2 separate regions of the Rattus norvegicus genome follow, and region 1 is linked to region 2. Evidence: chromatin contacts called from public Hi-C data. All regions are on one chromosome and are shown on one strand. Each heading gives the region's core, a stretch centred on a gene start, on an enhancer-like site or on the middle of the called end of the contact. The rest is flanking DNA. Distances are from core to core; before and after follow the strand shown.

Region 1 (4,879 bases), core at 1,415-3,914, 420 kb before region 2:
GGCTAGAATTATTAAGGGAAAGACAGTTCCAAGTCCATGCCCACTTGAATTTCTATTTCTCAGTCCAATTTTCTATGATTTATGGGATAACACAGGTGATGGAAGTTCAGTAACCTTGACTCATTAATTTTGTTTTTTCTTTTTCCTTTTGGCAATCCTGCCTCACCTCCCAAGAGCTGATAGTACTATTGTGAACCATCACACCTGAGTAAATATTTTATCAAGTGTTACAAAGAATCAGAAAATACTTCCTAATTAGCTGTCATAAGAGATTTGAAATAATATTTTATTCAAAAAGTAAACCTAAATTTAATCAAGCCTCTAGATTCATGAACTCATGTACAGGTAAAAACACAAAAACAAATTAAAAGTATTAAAGTTATACTATGCAACAGAACCACTGGGAAACTTTTAAAGCCTCCTAATAGTTGAGTAGCCAAGGTGAACTGAACCAGTGGGTCACAGGCTTCTGTATCTGAGAACTTACTGTGTGATCCAAAGTGCAACCAAATTTGAGAACTAAGAAGCTAAAGATAAGATTTTCCTTTCAAAGTATCAGTAGAATAAAGCAACTGATGTGAGAATAATGAAAACCAAGTTCTCCCACAAATAAATGTTACTTTTAAAGAGAAAGCAAAGGGAAGGTGGACTATCAAGGGACAGCGACTCTATACATACTACGTAGTTTAAATATAGTATGTTTTAACTATAAAAAGATACCTGTGGGTCAATCAGGAAAGTATGAATGCAATATTAAGGAATTACTGTCAATTTGGCTCACGATAGTATGTCTAAATTAAAGTTCCTACTTTATAACACTGCTGTGCCTACAGATGAAAGGATTTGATGTCTTGGCCTCTAGTTTTCTGTAAAAAGAATGAAAGGAAGAAAGGGGAAGAAAAGCAGGAAAAGAAAGGAAAAGGGAGGTAGATGGGGACAGATGGAGGAAAGGGAAGAAAAGGGGAAAGGCAGGTAAGTCATGACTGAAGACGATTAAAAGTTTATGGCTGAATGGTGGGCCTACTATTACAGGTGAAATGAAGTTTCTCTCTGACTTACATTTAAACCTTTACTAATGTAATTTTAAATAGTAGACAAAATCCTATCTTCTTTCTTTCCTGAGTACAGTCCAAAGCATTTTGTTGGGGCCAAGGGAGGTAAGAGTAGATCTGAGGCTGAAAGGGAGTGGTGCTGTTGGGAGAAGCTGTAGGGAGAAAAATGAACACTGATACATTTTTAACAATCATTTCATGCACTCACGTTTCATCAGCCCTCCCATCTGGAGTCTCACTAACTGGGCAGAGTACAAAGGTACAGGATCAGAAGATTGTTTACCAACACAAGCATTTGCCAAATAAGTAAACCAAAGACAAGGTTTTTGTTTTTGTTTTTGTTTTTTGTTAAGTTACAAATAGACAAAAGAATGCTCCAGGGATCCCTGTACACCCTGAGGAGGTTAAAGACCCAAATTTCTTAAGAAAAAGAAGGAAGATGAAAGGATTTTCAAAGATCCCAAGGGCATCAACTCAATGACAATGGTCAACTGTATATGGTCAATATTAGCTTTAAACACCTGTAAAAAGAACAAAGGATGTTAGTGTGAACTCGGTTTCAGATCTATTGATCTCTAATCTACCACTGATCTACCTATCATCAGTCATATCTATCAACCATCCATGTGATTCTCAAGCTGGTGAGGATTCTTGCTGAGGGTCAGAAAGCTGGCAGGTTCGCAGCACCGAGCAAAACAGCAATGTCTGCTTACACCAGGGTCCTTATCCTTCTTCACTGTTAGATGCTCCTCCTGTTTCTCAAGCTCTTCCTCCCACTAAAAAAATAAAAATAAAATAAAAAAGGCATCCCCAAGATTTTAAAATTCTGTGAGTCTGAGCATCACAAGACACTACACAAAACAAAGTCTTTGCTGTGGGATAGGATCTTTTCCAGAATGTTTTATTTCCCCTCCTAAAATACAGAAGTCAGTCATTAAAAGAGAACTGGTAAATAGCTTTAAGATTCAAAAGACAACAGACAGTACCAAGGCTAATCAACGCAGAGAAAGTGCTGTCCTAGTTAGAAATAGCAACAGTAATAATAACAGCTATCTTAAAACACTGTGCAGATTACCCCGTGCCTGGTACTATTTTAAGCACCTCTGCACAAATGAAGCCATTTACTCCTCACAACAATCCAGTAAGTTAGACGATATTATTATCCCCTAAAATAGCAGAACACCGAAAGGTTAAGGGACTGGGAGAAGTCACCAAGTAGCAGAGGCCACATTCGACCAGGCAACCCGATTTCAAAGTTCTGGCTCTCTTCCAGTACCCCAGAATAAAGACCTTGGAACTGACCTTGTCTCCAGGAAAAGCAAAACTGTGACGTCTCCCATTTTCAAAGCTTAAGTACAAGACCCGAGAATCCCATCGCCAAACGCCCTGAGACTGACCAGACACCCGGAACCGGCCTGAGGCGAGGCGCCCGAGGCCCTGTCCGGCGCTCGGCCCAAGTAGCCACCGATTTTATTTTCCCGGAGCCATTAGGCCGCGGAGGAAGAGGTTTTGTCCCATCCCCACCACCCGCAAGCAGCCGGCCCCCGCGGGAGGACCGTAACAGGAGGGAACCCGAACCCACCCGCGAACGCAGCACCTCGTAGCACCCCGCAGTCACAAAAGTGTCGAAAGTCCGACCCCGGGGGGCGGGGCACAGAGCACTTCCGGCTTCTCTAGGCACCAGCGACACTCTATGATTCGCCTTCCCCCCCCCTTTCTCTCTATCCTCCACCCCCATTTCGTGGTTGCTTCGTAAAAAGACTTTTAAAAGTAGACTCACATCACTTTCTCTCCTCCTTTTATTTCCTCCAATCTGTCCCCTCCTCTTCGTGGTTGCTTCGTAAAAAGAGTTTTAAAAAGAAAAATTTTTAACTGAAGTAGAATTATATCACTTTCCCTCCTCCTTTTCCTCCCTCCAGTCTTTTCCCCTACCCTCACTCTCAAGCTGATAGTCTTTTTTCTTTATTATTGCTATATTCAGGTGTGTGGGTGTGCACGAGCAATATATATATACACACACACACATATATATGTATGTATATATTCGTATATATTCTACTGGCTAAGTTGTTTTTATTGTTGTTTGTGTGTATATGATTTCAAGGTTTCAAAGCTGCATTGGACAACTAATAAGAGGGCTCACCCCAGGAAGAGACTAATTCTCTATTTCCCAGCAGTCAGAAGTTGCCAGTAGTTCTTTGGTTTGGTGTGGCCCCCTGTGAAATTTTATCCCCTTTCAAATTAATGATATTGACATTGCCTATTGATATTGCATTATTTCAGTCTTGTTATGCAGTCACTTCTCGGAGGCACTGGTTCACAGTTGGCTTCCTTGGATTCTGGTTCTTACAATCTGTTTTTGCCTCTTCTTCTTCCGTGTCCTCTGAGCCATAGATGCAGGAGACATGATGTAGATGTATCTTTTGAGGCTGGGACCTCCATGAGCTGTCGATCCAGATGGGTTTTTAGTGATGGTCTCTGTTTGTTGTAAAGAGAGGCATCTCGGATCAGTGGTGGTAGCTACATTATCCAGGAAAGATGACGCTAGCACCAAGAGACTTTCAAAACGTGATTTTTTTTTTCAAGGACAACTAAAGGAAGATAGCAAAAGAATGAGTCCTTGTATAGTTTGACATCTCTATAATGTCAAGAAAAAGGAAAATTATATTTGCTGTATCATCACAAAGAAGTCCTAGGGAAATGAATAAAAAAATGTTTGTTTAGAAACTGAATGAAAAAGAAATAAAAGTGAGGGAAATGTTTTTTAAAATTTACTAATTGCACTTTTTTTTTCATTTTTTATGCCTAACCATTTATTTTTGTCCAAAAATAGTGAAATTATATATTTCAAATTCCAAATGTAAATGGCTATGAACTAGCAGTGCTCTACTTTCTTCCTCATTTTTTCTCCCCTATCCACCCACCCACTCCCTCCCACCTCCCCACCCTGACATTCCCCTACACTGGGGCATCAAGCCTTGACAGGACCAAGGGCTTCTCCTCCCACTGATGCCCATCAAGGCCATACTCTGCTACATGTATGGCTACAGCCATAGGTCCATCCCTATGTACTCTTGGGATGGTAATTTAGTCCCTAGGAGCACTGGGGTGGGGGTCTGGTTGGTTGATATTGTTGATCTTATGGGGTTGCAAACCCCTTCAGCTCCTTCAGTCCGTTCTCTAACTCCTCCACTGGGGACTCCGTTCTCAGTTCAATGGTTGGCTGCTAGCATTAGTCTCTGTGTTTGTAAGGATCTAACCAAGCCTCAGGAGACAGCTATATCAGGCTCTCGTCAGCATGCACTTCTTGGATCAGCAATATTGTCTGGGTTTGGTGTCAGTATATGGGATGGATCCCCAGGTGGGGCACTCTCTGGATGACCTTTCCTAATGACACTTTCTAATTAAAATATTAAGTATAAATAAATAGGACCATTCTGAATGACTTTTATAGAAAATCCAAGATAATTTAATCTTCAACTTATACTTAACAAATTTAGCAAAGCTACTAAATTTTCAAAATTGATATTGATAACAAGCACAAATAACGAACATTGATTTCATAACAAGCACAAATAACGAACATCACCTAAAAACGATAATCACTACAGTAGCAAGAAAATATAAAAGAGGCCTCAACAGAACCATAAGGCTTTATTTATTAAGGAGAGATAGTTGAGAGGCAGAGAAGTTAGCTCATTCCTATAACCCCAGCTTGTGGGACGCTGAGGAGAAAGAATCACTTCAAGTTACGGCTCCAAGTTCCAGACAAGCATGGAGTCCTGGGTTACAGAGTGAGATCCATCCTCGCAAAGCACTCATGATCA
Region 2 (4,980 bases), core at 1,393-3,892:
AACTGGAAGACTCAGCCAGTAAAACTGTGTTGTGCAGGAACATGCTGAGCATTTCCACTCCCCAGCTCCTGTCAGTTTCCACCAGTTTTATGAACATGTATGTGCTGTAATTATTCTTACAACAGAGCTAAGACACTACTGAAATGTGTTTTGGTCTTTATTGAAAGATGAATGTTAAAATAATGGACGCTAAAGAATTAAGATTTCCTCCAGGAGGACTAGAGAGATGGCTCGGCCATCAAACGACTAGGCTCATAACTAAAAATATAAGATGTTCTCCAGGAATTTCAAGATGTGGAAGGGAAAGGCTAACATCCGGACCCCAGAAGTTTTCAGAGCATGACAACCTAACTTGCCAAGAACTCAACATCTTTTGTCCTGTGTTTCTCTCTATGGTTTCTATAAAATTGTAGCATGGCCATAGGAAAAGTAGAGAGTGCACAGGAACTTTTAGCTCTTCAGTTCTCTCCTGTTAGTCTACTTTCCTTTACTCATTTCTAATTTCTTTCAAAATTTGGGGAAACTAGAGTGGTAGGACTAGGTGCCTAAGTATCTCAAAACACTATCAAAAAATTAAAAAAGAATACAATGCAGAAGGACTTCAAGAAAATGAGTAGAAATGAGACATGGTTTCACATGTCCAATAACCCTCGGACCCCTGTGAGCAACTGACATAAACTGTCTTAGAAAATCTTCGGTTGTCGTTTTTCCTATAATTTTAACAAAATGCAGACTTTTAAAATGAGAATGTGAAATAATAGCAGGTTGAAATAAAATATGGTGTTAAGTGTGGTGACAGATTAAAGTGTTCTCAGTGTTCTCCCCACTTGGAGAGCACATGGTCAGGTCTTCTCTGCGATATGATTGTATTTGGAGACAGGATCTTCAAGGAGCTAATTCACAGGCTGGAGCTGCAGGTCAGTGACTGCCCACTTGCCTAGTAACTTGCCTTCAGTCCACTTCCATTAAGAAAGGTCCTAAGAGTGAAGCCCTTACTAGAGAGACACAGAGCTGAATAGGTAGGGCACAACATGAAGGCAGACACCTGCCAAGTCTGAGAGAGAGACCTCAGGAGAAGCCATATCATGTCTACCTGCTCATGACTTCAAGAAAATATCTATTGCCTATGTTATGTTTCCTATGCAACCCTGTCACTCTAATGTTTTAATAATACATTTGGGTATGATGAAACACTGGAAAATGTCAAAGAAGAAATTATTGACAGAAATCGAAAACTATAAATCATGTCTCTAATATTTTCAATTATTTTATAATGTCTTAATTTGATTTTGTGTAGTTTTCTGACTAGACTCTCCCTCTATGTTCACAGGTCTCATCTGTCTTGCCTCGGCTCCTTCAGTCATGGTCCGGTGACTCTTGAGAAGTTAATGTAACTCTTATAACGTTACCAGGAAAAAAAAAAAACACTAACACTATTGAAACTCACTGGTCACAGGATAATGAAGCATTTCTAGACTGGATTTAAAAAAAACAAGGCCATGGGTTTGTGATTCTGTTGTTGCCACAAGATGGCAGAAAAGAGCGGCACATTTCAGAACACTGCAAAATTAGGCTAATCCTTAGATATCCCTCACCTGTCCTGTTTTAATTGCACGCTGGAAGTCTTCATGCAGGGGCACTGCGGTCATCTACAAAACATGACTTACTGGACAAAGTAGATGAGGTAACGGAGAACATTAACATCATGAATCAAAAATGAATTTTGGGGCTGTCGGGATTGTGGAGTTGCACTACCTGGGTGGTGCATGGAAGCCCCACAAATATTGGGAGCTAACCGGCGCTTTTAATTCACCTCCAACTCCAAACTCAGGTGAATTAAAATGCAGTTTTCCTTCCTGCTGCTCAAAGACCCAGATCCTCCAAACTCACTTCCTTTGTTACCCTACAAGGCTAAAGAACTGCCTTAAATAACACGTGCTGCAGTTATCCCTTAGGAAATTTGTGGGTGGCCTTTGGGTTTGTTGTGAGCGCCCGCGCTCACTTGTAGCTGGTCTACTTGGTGACGGCCTTGGTGCCCTCGGACACCGCCTGCTTGGCCAGCTCCCCGAGTAGTAGCAGGCGCACGGCCGTCTGGACCTCCCGGGACGTGATGGTCGAGCGCTTGTTGTAATGAGGCAGGCGCGACGCCTCGCCCGCGATGGCTCGAAGATGTCGTTCACGAACGAGTTCATAAATGCCCATGGCCTTAGAAGAGATGCCAGTGTCCGGGTGCACTTGCTTAAGCACCTTGTACACGTACACCGAGTAGCTCTCCTTGGGGCTGCGCTTGCGCTTCTAGCCGTCCTTCTTCAGCGCCTTGGTCACGGCCTTCTTGGAGCCCTTCTCTTCGGGCCGGGGGAGGACTTCGCGGGTTCAGGAATGGCGAAAAAAAACAACCAACCAAAAGGAAATAGAACCGAACAACTGTACTGTCTCTGCACAGGCTGATTTTAAAGAAACTTGTGGCTTTGGTTAGCGCGAACTAGCAATCGTCATCCACTAAATACCCAATCATAGCAAGGGTTTGTCAAACCAACTGTGTTATTGGTCTAGGTGAATAGTTCCATGTAACCAATGAAATTGCTACTTTTTCACGCCCTGCGTTGAGTATAAATGGCAAAGCATAGCTGTGTCATCTCTCACTGAGTATCCTTCAGTGGATTCTACCTTCCAGCTCTCTACAATGACTGGACGTGGTAAACAAGGTGGTAAGGCTCGTGCCAAGGCCAAGACCCGCTCCTCCCGGGCCGGCCTACAGTTCCCCGTGGGTCGTGTGCACCGTCTGCTCCGCAAGGGCAACTACTCGGAACGGGTGGGCGCCGGCGCCCCGGTGTACCTGGCGGCCGTGCTGGAGTACCTGACGGCCGAGATCTTGGAGCTGGCGGGCAACGCGGCGAGGGACAACAAGAAGACGCGTATCATCCCGCGCCACCTGCAGCTGGCCATCCGCAACGACGAGGAGCTCAACAAGCTGCTGGGCCGCGTGACCATCGCACAGGGCGGTGTCCTGCCCAACATCCAGGCGGTGCTGCTGCCCAAGAAGACCGAGAGCCACCACAAAGCTAAGGGAAAGTGAGACCCTTTATACAAAGCACTATCACCAAAGGCTCTTTTCAGAGCCACTCACTTTCTCCAAAAAGAATTGGACGCTGCCAAAAATGTTGAATTGTAGGAATTTTTGTGTTTTGCCCCGTCATTAATTTTTGAAAACAATTTTACCTCGGTTGTATCAAGGGTTTCTTTTCCCCATACATATAAGCTAAATATTCTTTGTGTAGTTCCTAGGGCTCCTGGAAGAATTCTCTGGCCCAGTAGTACACAAAAGCAGACCCACCCTTTAGTTCGAGGTCTCTACTCTGCAGGGTGAATCCCAAGACAGGACTACACAACGAATTGTCTCGAGAAGTGTTCCTTTTACACTTGGAAGAGCACACACTAGAAAACAACTAATCACTGTACAATTCTCACCTTAATACTGCTTACGTGCATGATTGACAAGTCCTTATTGCCATTTGACAAGTACAAGATCAGCTAAGGGTGTTAAATCATTTGGTTACCATCACAGCTAATAACGTTTCCACTAGACCTCCCCACCTCGCTCTGCAAATCCCAAGGGGTCAATACCTATCTTGTAGGTATCTTACTACACATCTTTCCATATAATCTAAAACAGGAAAAAATGTAGGAAAAGTGCTTTTAATAAACAATACATTGATCTCCACGATTATTCAGCGGGATTTCCTTTTCAATGAGGAAATTGCACACTTGCTTAAACACAAACCCTCATCAGACTCAGAAAACAAAAGAACTCACCAGCCAATTATGTTGTTCCTGCAGCTATTTTGACCAATCAGAATCCAGCCGCCTGTATAAATGTGGCCGTGAAGCTTTTTCTTTTCTCCTTTCACTTTCCTTTGGGAGGTCAAGACATACTATGGCTCGTACTAAGCAGACCGCTCGCAAGTCCACCGGTGGCAAGGCCCCGCGCAAGCAACTGGCTACCAAGGCCGCCCGCAAGAGCGCTCCAGCCACCGGCGGCGTTAAGAAGCCCCACCGCTACCGTCCTGGCACCGTGGCTCTGCGCGAGATCAGGCGCTACCAAAAGTCGACCGAGTTGCTGATCCGCAAGCTCCCATTCCAGCGCTTGGTACGTGAAATCGCTCAGGACTTCAAGACTGACCTGCGTTTCCAGAGCTCGGCGGTCATGGCCCTGCAGGAGGCCTGTGAGGCCTACCTTGTGGGTCTGTTTGAGGACACCAACCTGTGCGCCATCCACGCCAAGCGTGTGACCATCATGCCCAAGGATATCCAGCTTGCCCGCCGCATTCGAGGGGAGAGAGCATAAGTTGTCTCGTGTTTTTCCAAAGGCTCTTTTCAGAGCCACCTATACGTACACAAAAGAGTTATTTTACTTTTACACGAATTGGAGTTCTTCCCTTGGTACAAAGCCAATTTGTAACCAAAGTTTTTCTTAGTTTTGCTAAAGAAAACCGGTCACATGGTATTACAAATACAGCAAATTCCAATAGGATACTAAGGCCTACTCCTACTCTTCACAATCTCTCAAGTATTTAGAGAATGGTGCCTACCCTCAAAGTTGCTCCTAATCCCCCAAATGCACTAGGTTTTTTTGCCTAAATCCACGGATTGTGTTTTGTAATTAGCATGGCAGCCGTTTTAAGGTGCATGGAGTCCAAAATCCCAGGCATGGGCAAACCTTTAAGGTCTTAATATAACTAAATTCATGATCTCCACATTCCTTTAGGTCCTACACGTTACCCAGCAATGACTCGCCTGCTTATGGGTGTTCTATGCATGACTGCACCACGTGTATACCTGATGCTCTGAGAGGCCAGAATAAGGGGTTAGGTCCTCTGTCCCTGGCATTCTAGAGGGCTGTGAGCTACAAAATGGGTGTATGGAAATCTGAGGTTTTACAGAATTGCTGCAAACATTGTAACATGCAGTCCCAACAATAGA

Evidence for each region. Hi-C and Micro-C count contacts between places; a contact is called where the count stands out from the background.
Region 1: a Hi-C map of kidney shows a contact between it and region 2, with 4 times the contacts expected there. The contact joins the promoter of Zkscan3 here to the promoter of H2ac4 in region 2. A contact is called at or near these places in 3 of 12 Hi-C or Micro-C datasets (Schwann cells, kidney and liver).

What each region holds. Positions count from the first base shown.
Region 1 is chr17:47,910,726-47,915,604 of GRCr8, reverse strand. It overlaps Zkscan3 (zinc finger with KRAB and SCAN domains 3), which reads right to left and starts at 2,664. Exons shown (of 6, transcript NM_001012053.2): 1 at 2,635-2,664.
Region 2 is chr17:47,493,789-47,498,768 of GRCr8, reverse strand. H2ac4 (H2A clustered histone 4) reads left to right here and starts at 2,642. Exons shown (of 1, transcript NM_001109423.2): 1 at 2,642-3,145. The coding sequence starts at 2,684. The coding sequence ends at 3,076. H4cl3 (histone H4C like 3) reads left to right here and starts at 3,881. Exons shown (of 3, transcript XM_008771773.4): 1 at 3,881-4,263. The coding sequence starts at 3,935. It also overlaps the pseudogene H2bc12l-ps1.